Regions from separate parts of the Mus musculus genome. Here region 1 is linked to region 2. Evidence: chromatin contacts called from public HiChIP or PLAC-seq data. All regions are on one chromosome and are shown on one strand. Each heading gives the region's core, a stretch centred on a gene start, on an enhancer-like site or on the middle of the called end of the contact. The rest is flanking DNA. Distances are from core to core; before and after follow the strand shown. Region 1 has its middle 34 kb from the start of A730036I17Rik. Region 2 overlaps Fbln7 (fibulin 7).

Region 1 (5,554 bases), core at 1,039-3,538, 360 kb before region 2:
TGCCTGCCTAAGGCAAGGTACTGATTTCCCAACCTCCCAGCTCTGGGCCTCCCAGGGGTCTGCTAACTTGTCTTTCATGGCTTTCAAGCCCTGGGTGTCACCTACAACCTAGGTTCCATAGAAGAAAGCCAGAGGTCTGTGTAAGCCTTGAGGGAGATGAACAGGGAGGGGCCTGGCTGCCTGCTACCTGGGAAACAGGGATGAGCCAATCAGAATCTGTGATCTATGGCCACTCATATCTTTCTCCACATATTTCTCCAAGTCCTTCAAAGTGTTTCTTTAAGACAGCCCTGCAGAAGACAGTATATTGTCCTGCATGTACGTAAGCGTGCACACATATACCTGCATGCATACCCACATGCCTGCATGTTTATGTCCAAGGCATGGGTGTTGGGTGTTGGCCTAGAAAGCATGGACCAAAATCCTCAGCAGAAAATGGGGTAAGGTCTATGGTGACTGGAGGTCTGTGGTTTGCTCAGGAACACCAACAGACAGATCAGGGATCCTGGGATTCCAGCCCCTCGCTGACAGATGGACATGACATCAGCTGCATCTTGGAAGAGGCTTCAAAAGGACACAAAGAGGTTCCCGTGATGATAGCCAGTATCACACCAAAACAGAGTCAACAGCTGAGGGGGGGTGGAAGTGTCCACCAGCCCTGAGGAGAGCCTCATGGCCTGGAGTGGGTTGAAACAAGTAGAACTCTGGTGTGGCCTTAAAGACTGATGGTCTCCAGATGCGGTAGTTCTCTAATTATACTGAATGTGAGGATAATTTCTAAAAAGTCCTAAAAACTTTCTTGCTCATTCTGAGTGCTAAAAGCTGCTGGCTTAAGCAAGTAACACCTGTAGCCTAACAGCAGGGGGGGTTCAGTAATGTGGCCTTTATTCTATCTCAGCAGGAACTGTGTGGCTCTAACTTTCAGCCTGCTAGTTGAAGTCGCAGGAAGAAAAAGAAACACTTTGAAAAGTGAATGTAGCATTTATTTCTAAGTTGTAAAAAGTTTCCTAGGGGGCTGGTGAGATGGCTCAGCGTGTAAGAGCACCCGACTGATCTTCTGAAGGTCCTGAGTTCAAGTCCCAGCAACCACGTGGTGGCTCACAACCATCCATAAGGCGATCTGACTCCCTCTTCTGGAGTGTCTGAAGACAGCTACAGTATACTTACATATAATAAATAAATAAATAAATAAATAAATAAAAAAGTTTCCTAGGGACGCTCTCTAAGAAAAGGGAAAGGGGAATGATCACAGTGATCCTACCTGGGACAAGGGAAATCCGTGCTCTGCTCCTTGTCCTCAACACCTATAGAATACATGATCACATGGTTAAAAGTTCATCACAGCTGGGCGGTGGTGGCGCACGCCTTTAATCCCAGCACTTGGGAGGCAGAGGCAGGCGGATTTCTGAGTTCGAGGCCAGCCTGGTCTACAAAGTGAGTTCCAAGACAGCCAGGGCTACACAGAGAAACCCTGTCTCGAAAAAAAAAAAAAAAAAAAAACTTTCTTAAGTTCATCACAAGTTCACACATATTCAAATCATAAGTCAAATAAGGAGCTTACAACAGCGAACGTTTACACGCAGATCCATTAGGAGTAATTATCCCACTAAACCTTCATCACCTGTCACAGCTCCACAGGGTCATGGAGAGTTAAAAATCATAGCTAACTTATTAGTGAAGTTTTGTATAGATAAACCCAGCCAATATTTTATCTTCTGTCCTAACACCTATAATAAATCATCAGTTCCCTTTTTATGACCTTTGGTTAATGCTTTTATAGCCTCTTGGAACATGCTCTGAGGAGTAGAGTGCCTGCTTACTATCAGAAGTGACACTAAAGACCAGCAGAGTTCTCACTGCCGTTTTGACTATCAGAAAAGGACCTAATAGCAGCCCCACTATAAAAGAGCTTAATAAATACTGATATAATTTTAGGAATTCTTATAGGATCGTCATTCAGAATTAAGAAGTCATCTATTTGTCTATATAGCATCACTACAAGACAGTTTATCTTCATTGTTCTGCAGAGATCTGCTCAAAAGGGTGGGCTAATTCCTAGTGCTGTTATACATGCTTAATAATACCAGGAAAAGCATATTAATAGCAGGAATCTTTCCTAAAATGGTTTTCCCCTGGGCCTTGCCTATTGGAGCAAATCTGTCATAGATTATTTATTAATCCAAAGCAGACTCATCTCAGGAAGATCACCTGCTAGTTATAAGCTTGTTGGCTCCTGACACTGAGGCAACACCACATGACCTCTCTATACCACGTGACCCCTCTAGCCTCACTGGGGGCAGCCTGGGCTTAAGACCCAGACATCTGGGGAAGAAATTCACCCTGTGCTGAGAGCCACCCTTGGGGTCAGCAAGGTTACGGGTTACCCTGCAGTGGAGGCCTTCCTCCAGAGCTCCTAAAGCCCCTCCAGCTCTGGATAGGTAAGGCAGGACACACTTGATATTATGGGAACAGCTGCAGTCCCCCCCCCCCCCCAGACAGGCCCAGAGGTCTCTGGGAGGGAGAATCTAGACAGTCAGCAGTCTACCAGGCCAGAGCCAGGCCCTTGAGGACTGCCTCCGTCCCCAGCTTGCCCTCCCTCTCCCGGCAGGTGGAAGAGCACATTGAGCACACGGAAGCAAGAAAAGGTGACCCTCTGAATGAACCTGCTGGGGTAGAAGCTCCGTGTCTCTCCGTGACGTGGGAGGAGCGCATGCGCATGTGCACGCATGCGCTCACGCACACACAGCCCCCTCTCAGCCTCCTACAGGCCTATAGACCTTGACTATTCTTCCCCACCGCTATTCTGTCCGGCTAGCATTTGTCTTGTGGTGTCTATTCAGATAGCCAAAGCCACTCTCCTCTCAGTCCCTCCTGCCTCCAGCTGCCTCCCCTCTGTCGCGCCTTCTACCTCTGCCTCTTGAGCCTTTACTCCAAAAGGAAGATGAAACCATGGACATCCAGTGGCCCATTTCCACGAGAGCACACATTCAGCAGATTCCCACAGAGTGAGTCAAACACCAGTCCTCTGGGGAAAGAGTCTGGGAGTTGTTGATTAGGGTTCCAGAGTAGCCACAGCCTTCCACTCAGTAGAGCTCCTGCACCTGGCAGGGAAGATGGGGTCATAGTGTGTCGTAGTGTGTGTCACATAGTGTGTCATGCGGATACCCAGTGCTCACCAGCCATTCCAGCATCGACTGAACACAAGAGTCTCTCATAGGCTAGGGACTTGTATGCTTCAGAAGGGCCAAGCAAGATCCAGGTTGACAAGTGCCTGTTTGCCTTTCACTCGATCCTCCCCACCCCCACCCCAACCCCCAAAATCCAGCATCCAAGACCCTGCTGGTAGGGACCCAGTAGGAGGGCAGAATGCCCTTGTAACTGCAAAAATGATAAAGAGTAAATCCTCAGCTGGGCCCAGGGTTTCTCCACATGTGTGCTAGGATGCGTGATTTCACATGTCTTAGCATGTGGAGTAGGTGGATATGTCTGAGTATGTATATAGGTGGGCAGAATGGGAGTGTGTGCCTACGCATGCGTGTAAGAGTGAGAATTGGTACATGTGGCAATACATGCAAGCAAAGGTTGAGAATGGGTGCATGTGTAAAGACATACATGTGAGCGTGTCAAATAGGTGTGTCTGAGAACACGTGCATATAGAGTGGGTGCTAAAGTCTGTGTATGCATCATGAGAGTGGACAGATTTGGTATGTATGTCTAACTATGTATGTCAGGGTGCAGAAGGGGCACATGTGCCTGAGCCTACAAGTATGCAGTATTGGTGTACACGTCTGTGTTTACATGTGAGCGTGCATTGTGGATACCTGTGTACTAGTGAATTTACACAGCAGTCACTCACAACCTCCTTGCTTAGAAACTTGTCAGGAGCATTCATGTTTGAAAGGAGATGTGTGATTGACAGTGTACAGGGTTGTCAGTTTCTGAATGGGGTCAAGGCGTCCATGCTCAGACATGGGCTTGTCACAGTTGAGTAGCACATGTCACTAGGTGAAAGGCAGAGATTCTCTGGGGAAATCATGAAAGGGATTTCCTACCAATGTCTGCTATCAGTGTTTCTACTTGACAAGTCACTGCCATCTATAGAATGTGTCCCTATGATGCCCATGCCTGGCTGTGTACCGAGAGGAGTCATTGTGTGTTACTGTGACACATGGGACATTTAAACGCTGACCTACCCCCATCCTAAATGTCCATGTCACTTCTGATGCTAGTCATGCTTCAGGCCTTGAGAGGAGACCAATCCCCCTGTCCTGGTCCTGGCTGGGCTCCCTGGTGGCCTCTGGTGGCTCATCCACACCAGCCATCACCAGAGTGAAAAGCCAGCAACCCCTTCCCCTGTCACCTGCATACTATCTGTGTGGCCAAGCTGTTCCCTTGTCCCTCAGCAATTTGGGGCACAGGTAACCCCACCCTGCATTCCTATCCCTGCTGCCCTCCTCTGAGGGTGGGGACAAAAAGATGCCATCTCCTCCCCTGTTCAGGACAGAGGCAGTAAGAATCAAGGAAGGACACCTAATCTACCCAGGCCATTTCCAGGACTTAGGCAGCCAAGGACCTCCTAAATGGAGGCAGTTGGGAAGTCAAGCAAACATGGGAGTTCAAGGTAGGGACTCTGTGCTTTAACAATAAACAATAAAGCTATAAAAGAGTCTTTCGTAAATACCTAAAGAACCTGGGCTCTTCTTTATACACAAGTCTAGAATCGGTCAGTAAATTTCCCAGCTTTAAAAGAGAAATTGCTGGAGGGGTGATGAGATTAGAATCCTAGTCTCTGGGTACCAAAGGGAGACAAAGAAGGCAGAGAGAGCAACTGGACCACCTAGTGCAGAGAGTAAGCAACCAGATGCGCTCCCCAACCCCCTACCCCCACACACACCACACACACACACACACACACACACACACACACACACCACACACCACACACCACACACCACACACCACACACATCCGCTCTTACAACAAAACAGCCACTTTTCTCAGGAGCTCCGACCTGGACCATCCAAGGAGACTTAGATGACAGGTGTGGACTCGTTAAAGGAAGACAAGTCTGAGGCTGGGAAGATGCCTAAGTGGTTAAGGGTACTAAGGACCCTTCGAGATGACCCAGGTTCAATTTCCAGCAACTCGTATGGCAGCCCACAACACCCACAACTTGTTCCTTGGCATCCAACGCCCTTTTCTGACCTCCACAGGCACCAGGTACACAAGTAGTTCCCAGATATATTTGCAGGCAAAAACACCCATACATGAAAATAAAATTTTAAATAAAATAAAAAATTCAAAAGAGTTCTTTAGGCTTATGGTTTATTTTAGATGAACTGCCATCATCAGGCCCTCCTTGGTCTTGACCTTGGGCCTTGACTACAGGGGCAGGGGCCGCACTCCAAGCCACTCCAAGAAGAGATTTTGCCATATATCAGGTCTCATAACTGCCCTCCAGGTAGGTCCATCATTTGTAGAATTTAAAGGTGTTCAGCCATTACACAGTGCTAGAACAACCTTGCCAGTCTTACAGAGTAGAAGAATGGGGCTA
Region 2 (5,105 bases), core at 739-3,238:
ACTCTGGCATTTACTAGAGTTTGGCAAATAGAACAGTGGTCTCTCTTTTTAGCCTGGGTGCAGTTCAGTGGGTAAATGAACCCTTCCAGTCACAACTAGTCAGGCCCTTATGAGCCGTGAGCCTGGTGGCTCTGCTTCTCTGGTGTCCTCAAACAGCCACCACACATGGTCATGGCGGCAGAGCCTGTAAGGTAACTTTCCCATCAAAGGACACTAGATCGTGGACACACAGGGCCATGAAACCTCCTAGGTTCCTTCAGATTCTAATAAAGTGGAGTCTGGCTAGCTCCTTGGTCTGTGGGTTCAGGTCTGGCTGAAGGCATTGCTGAAGAATAGGAAGCGTCACTCACATGAGGTCAGAAGGCACTGAGTGATCAACCAACCTGTTTGTGTAGAATATGTAGCCTGGTCTTCGGAAGACCTGTTTGTTAATTTCCTTTTTAGGATCAAATGTGTCCTCAGATCTTTGATTCTCTTAACCTCATCATTCTTGAATGGGGACCGGGGATGAGAGCAGGGGTCACAGCGGCAGCAGGTGACCAGGTGTGGAGGGTGACCTCTAGCCTCATGGTCACCTGCCTCTACCTAGTCTCACTCACCCTCACAGCTCTTCCCATCAGCCAGGATCCGGTATCCACTCGGGCAGGTACATCGGTAGGAACCAGGGGTGTTCACACAGGCATGCATGCAGAGCCGGGGGCGTCCTTTCTGCCCATAGATCTCACACTCATTCACATCTGGGGACAAAAGCGCCCATGATTCCAGGAGGCTACACAGCCTTTGTCAACCAGACTCATTGGCAGCTGTGACTGAGTGGCTGGACACAGCAATGAGCAGAGGACCCCTCTACCCAGTCTAGGACCAAGAGGGCTAAAAGGAGGAGCTGACATGGAAAACCCCAGAGGGGATTCTCGGTGTAAATGGGGAAACTCTACAAAGGTTAGTGAGTCTGGTACCCGGCTCAGAGACTAGAACCAGATTCAGACCCCCATCTTAGCTCTCCTCATCTTCAGCAATGGAGAAACAGTGAGAGAGCCCTGCAGCCTATGGGGCGCTGCAGACCTGTGATCTCAGCACTTAAGAGGCCGAAGCAGGGATCTCCACCTGAGGCCAGCCTGGCCTGTATATTGAGATGCCTCTTTAAAAGGGGGTGGGGAGTGTTTTTATTTCTGATGCTGTGAAATGAACTTCTTAGCACCAACTGGCCAGATCTCAGGATGGAACTGCTCTGTAGTCAGCTAAACTGAGAGAAGGAGGCTGTGCCCATATCCATGGCCCTGGCTGCCATAAATGATCTGAGCCCCTCTCTTGCCACCAGCTCATAGGGTTTTTGCCAGAGGTATGGTGTGTGTGTGTGTGTGTGTGTGTGTGTGTGTGCACATGACAGGGCAAAAGGCTCCTCTTGGGCATAGTAGCTCCAAGCTATGTCAGAAGACAAGCCTGTCGCCCTGGCTGCTTTCTTCTCACCCTCCCCCATGAGTAGCAGACGATGACCTTGAATTCCTGATCCTCCTGTCTTCATCTCCCAAGTGTTGTTGGGATTACATCCATATCACTCCAGGTTTAAACGATGATGGGATTGGACTAATGTGCATGCTAGAGACTGGATGCATACCCTCAACACTCCATGTGTTGTCTATAACGTCTCAGAGAAGGCCCTGGTGCACCTTACAAGAGCCCAACTGTAGGAAGATGGTCGAACAGATAGATACTTTTTTCTCCAGAACACCTCTGAAGTCTACCTGTTCATTTCGATCATCCGGGTAACCCTTACCTAAAAGGCAAATCACAGGTCTCACTGAGACCACGCCCAGAAAGGCCCTTTTGTCCCAACCTCGCGCTCTGTCCCAGGACTGGGGTCTCCTCCCACGGGTGTGGTCCCGCTCCCCCCCCCCCCCCCCCCCCGTAGCCCGAGCCTACCCTGGCAGACGCTGTGGCCGCCCGTGGTGCTGCTCAGGTGGAATCCCGCCTCGCAGCTGCAATGCTGTTCCCGCTCCACCTGCGCGCAGCGGGGTGCGCGGCTGAAGGCGGGGTCACCGGCCTCGCCGCCATCTGGGGCCGCTGCGGGAAGAGGACAGGCTCGCCTCAGCACCCGACCCCTGGCACCTGCCGTGCGCCCCACAACCCGCGAAACCCTATCTCCCAGGGCGTACTCTACAGCAGGGAAGGAATGTCAAGTGATTAACTTACACCGAGCGACTGCGACCGGGACCGGATCCATGAGATTGGAATGTAAAGGCAGAACAGTCAGGCATATTGCAGTGTCAAGTCTGAGGTTCATTTTGAGAATCTTGTACAACGCCCACAATGCAGTGAGCATTAGAGTTTAAAACTCTGAGCCTCCACTTTTTCGATTCGGGATGCAAGCACGTGCTTGTGTGTGTGTGTGTGTGTGTGTGTGTGTGTGTGTGTGTGTGTGTGTGTGTATACAAGCTTCAATGTCTTCAAGGTAGTTGTTATTACAGTTTTTATGTCTTTGCAAAACCAGAAATTAGTTTCCCAAACACAGTAAAAATAAGGTAAACGGATTAAAAGCAAACAAACAAACAAAATCATAATCCTGGCTATCCTGGAACTCACTGTGTAGACCAGACAACCAGATGGGCCTCTACCTTACTTTGCTTTCCGAGTGCTGGGATTAAAGAATATTTTTATTTTATTTATTTATTTATTTTTATTATTATTTTTTTATGAGACAGGGTTTCTGTGTGTAGCCTTGGGCTGGCCTGGAACTCACTCTGTAGACCAGGCTGGCCTGGAACTTGGGGATCCACCTGCCTCTGCCTCCTAAGTGCTGGGTTTAAAGGTGTACACCACCACAGCCTGATGGGTTTTTAAAAAGGTTTTGTGTGTGCCTGAATATATGTATGTATGTATGTATGTATGTATGTATGTATGTATGTATATGTATAGCCTGATGTATATGTATAGCCTGATGCCCTTGGAGGCCAAGAGAGGATTTCTTTGTCTCCCTGGAACTGGAGAGTTAAAGGTGACCTTGAGCGACCTTGTGGTTGCTGGGAACCCTTGCCTACCTCTGCAAGAACAGTAAGTGCTCTTAACCTCTGAGCATCTCTCCAGCTCTGGTTAATGGATTAAAAAAATAATAATAATAATTCTTGTAGTGATTCTCAAGGCCAAGGCAGGATCACTTGAATCCAGTTCAAGGCCAGCCTGAGGCAGCAAAGCCAGCCTCAGTCTTAAAATAATAATAGTGAGGACTGAAGAGGCAGCTCAGTGGTTAAGAGCCAGAACTACTGTTTCAAAGGACTTGAATTTGAGTCTGAGCACCAACATCCAGATGCTCATAAATGCCTATAACTCCACTTCCAGGGGATCAGAAGCCCCCTTGTGGCTTCCACAGGTACTGCAGTCAAGTGCACAAATACACACACACACACACACACACACACACACAATTAGAAAAAAATATTGGAAGAGGCTTACAGGATACTGGGAGAGAGGCATTATCCAGCTAATGGGGAAAAAGGTTCTAGGTAAGCCGGCTGGGACATTTCTTAGTGCGTACCTGTTCACTCCTTACTTCCATTCCTAGAGAAGACTCCAGTCTTGGGTATACTTCATAAAATGATCCCAGGACCCAAGGAGCAATGACCCAAAGGTCCCACTGCAGTACCTGTGGAAGCCACAGGGGGCTTCCAGGAAAGCCCTGCCTCCGTACTGTTTAAACAGAAGGTAACTCCAGACAGCAGAGCTGTAGGGAGCCTTTGGGGGCAGTTTCCTTGTGAGAAAGGATTTGGCAAGCCAGTCCCACTTTGTCAAGACACAGTGAACAGCAAGATTGCGGGTGCACCTGACCTGGGGCTGACTGCTACAGAGGCTGTAAAGAGGTTTTGTTTTATTTTATTTGGGGCAGGGTCTCTTGTGTTCCTGGCTGGGGTTCAGACTCTGCTATGAAGCCAAGGATGCCCTTAAATATCCGATTCTCCTTCCCAGGTGCTGGGATCATAGATGCACATCATTATGCCCAACATTATGTAATGCTAGAAACCAGATGCACGGCTTCCTACATGGGAGGTAAGCACCTACAAAGTGAGCTACATCTCCAGCCCCAAGAGCGTGTCAGCTCTTACTCCCTGGATCTTACACTATCCACCAACGTCCTTCCCCCACAAAGAGTCTACCCAGAAATAAAGATAGCCAGGCATCATTAGGGTTGAATTTCTTGGCCGGGGAATAGTGGGAAGCCCCCAACCCACCCTTCATAAGTTTCTTCTCACAGGGTTTTCTTGCCACGTGCTGGGACTCACTAATCAAATGTCTGCTCATTCGTATCTTAAAACACCTCATACTGCTGACTTTGCAGGGTGCAATGGGAACATTGGAAGGAAAAGTGATTATCCTGGCAGACGAGGCACCAACCAGACAAAGGTACCCCAGTACATCTTCCCTGGCCATCCCCCTAATCTGCAGAATGTTAAGTTGGAGTCAGTCTCTCCAAAAGAAGGTTCAAAACTCTAGTTATTAAAAAAAAAAAAAAAAAAAAAAAAGCTTTAGGGTCCTAGAGGGACCAGCCTGTGGGCGGGAACCAGAGAGGAAAAGCTTGAGCCTATGAGAGGCACAGAGTTCCCGCCACATCTACCTTTGGTGACTATGACCAGTATCCTCACCAGCCCCAAGGGAGCATCCCCAACAAGTCCCACAGTGGCTACATACCAGCCTGGGTCTGATGCTGACAGCGGTTCCCAGTTTTTCCTGGAGGACAGATGCATCTGTAGTGGTTGATGCCTTCCACACACGTCCCTCCATTGTGACAAGGCTGGCTGGAGCATTCACTGATATCTAGGAAAGGATGCCAACGCATGGTTGTAGATTCTAGTGCTAAATCAAACAAAAACTAACAACGAGGTTTTCCTTACATTGTAGGGCCACTCCGGCTTCCTGTCTGGCTTGGTTCTGGTTTGGTTGTGAGACAAGGTCTCATTATGATGCTCAGGTTGGCACCCTAGTTTGTGATCCTCCTGCCTCAGTCTCCTGGGTATAGACACGTACCACCACACCGTCACCACCCCAGTTTTCAATCTTCCCACTTCCCACCGTCTCTACCTGTGGGATCTTCAAGGGGACCGATGGGCCGACACACA

The links. HiChIP or PLAC-seq counts read pairs in DNA pulled down with a chosen protein or histone mark.
Region 1: an H3K4me3 HiChIP or PLAC-seq map of embryonic stem cells shows a contact between it and region 2, with 25 read pairs. The contact joins two enhancer-like sites. A contact is called at or near these places in 3 of 39 promoter capture datasets (the HPC-7 cell line, cranial neural crest and pre-B cells), 3 of 15 datasets of contacts at CTCF or cohesin (the NIH/3T3 cell line, large pre-B cells and pro-B cells), 27 of 484 Hi-C or Micro-C datasets (B cells, the BV-2 cell line, CD4 T cells and 11 more), 9 of 115 datasets of contacts at active chromatin or transcription factors (embryonic basal ganglia, embryonic stem cells, large pre-B cells and 1 more) and 1 of 9 other capture datasets (embryonic stem cells).

The regions. Positions count from the first base shown.
Region 1 is chr2:129,250,520-129,256,073 of GRCm38.p6, reverse strand. No RefSeq gene overlaps it. Among named protein-coding and RNA genes, the nearest start is that of A730036I17Rik, 34 kb to the right of the region's middle. Within about 2 kb of position 2,288, at least 19 of the 459 cell types and tissues checked have an H3K27ac peak or open chromatin away from gene starts, as enhancers often do. A contact at or near this core is called in embryonic stem cells, where this site is marked.
Region 2 is chr2:128,889,399-128,894,503 of GRCm38.p6, reverse strand. Fbln7 (fibulin 7) reads right to left here. Exons shown (of 8, transcript NM_024237.4): 4 at 4,678-4,803; 5 at 1,921-2,061; 6 at 600-737. Among named protein-coding and RNA genes, the nearest start is that of Fbln7, 28 kb to the right of the region's middle. Within about 2 kb of position 1,988, at least 19 of the 459 cell types and tissues checked have an H3K27ac peak or open chromatin away from gene starts, as enhancers often do. A contact at or near this core is called in embryonic stem cells, where this site is marked.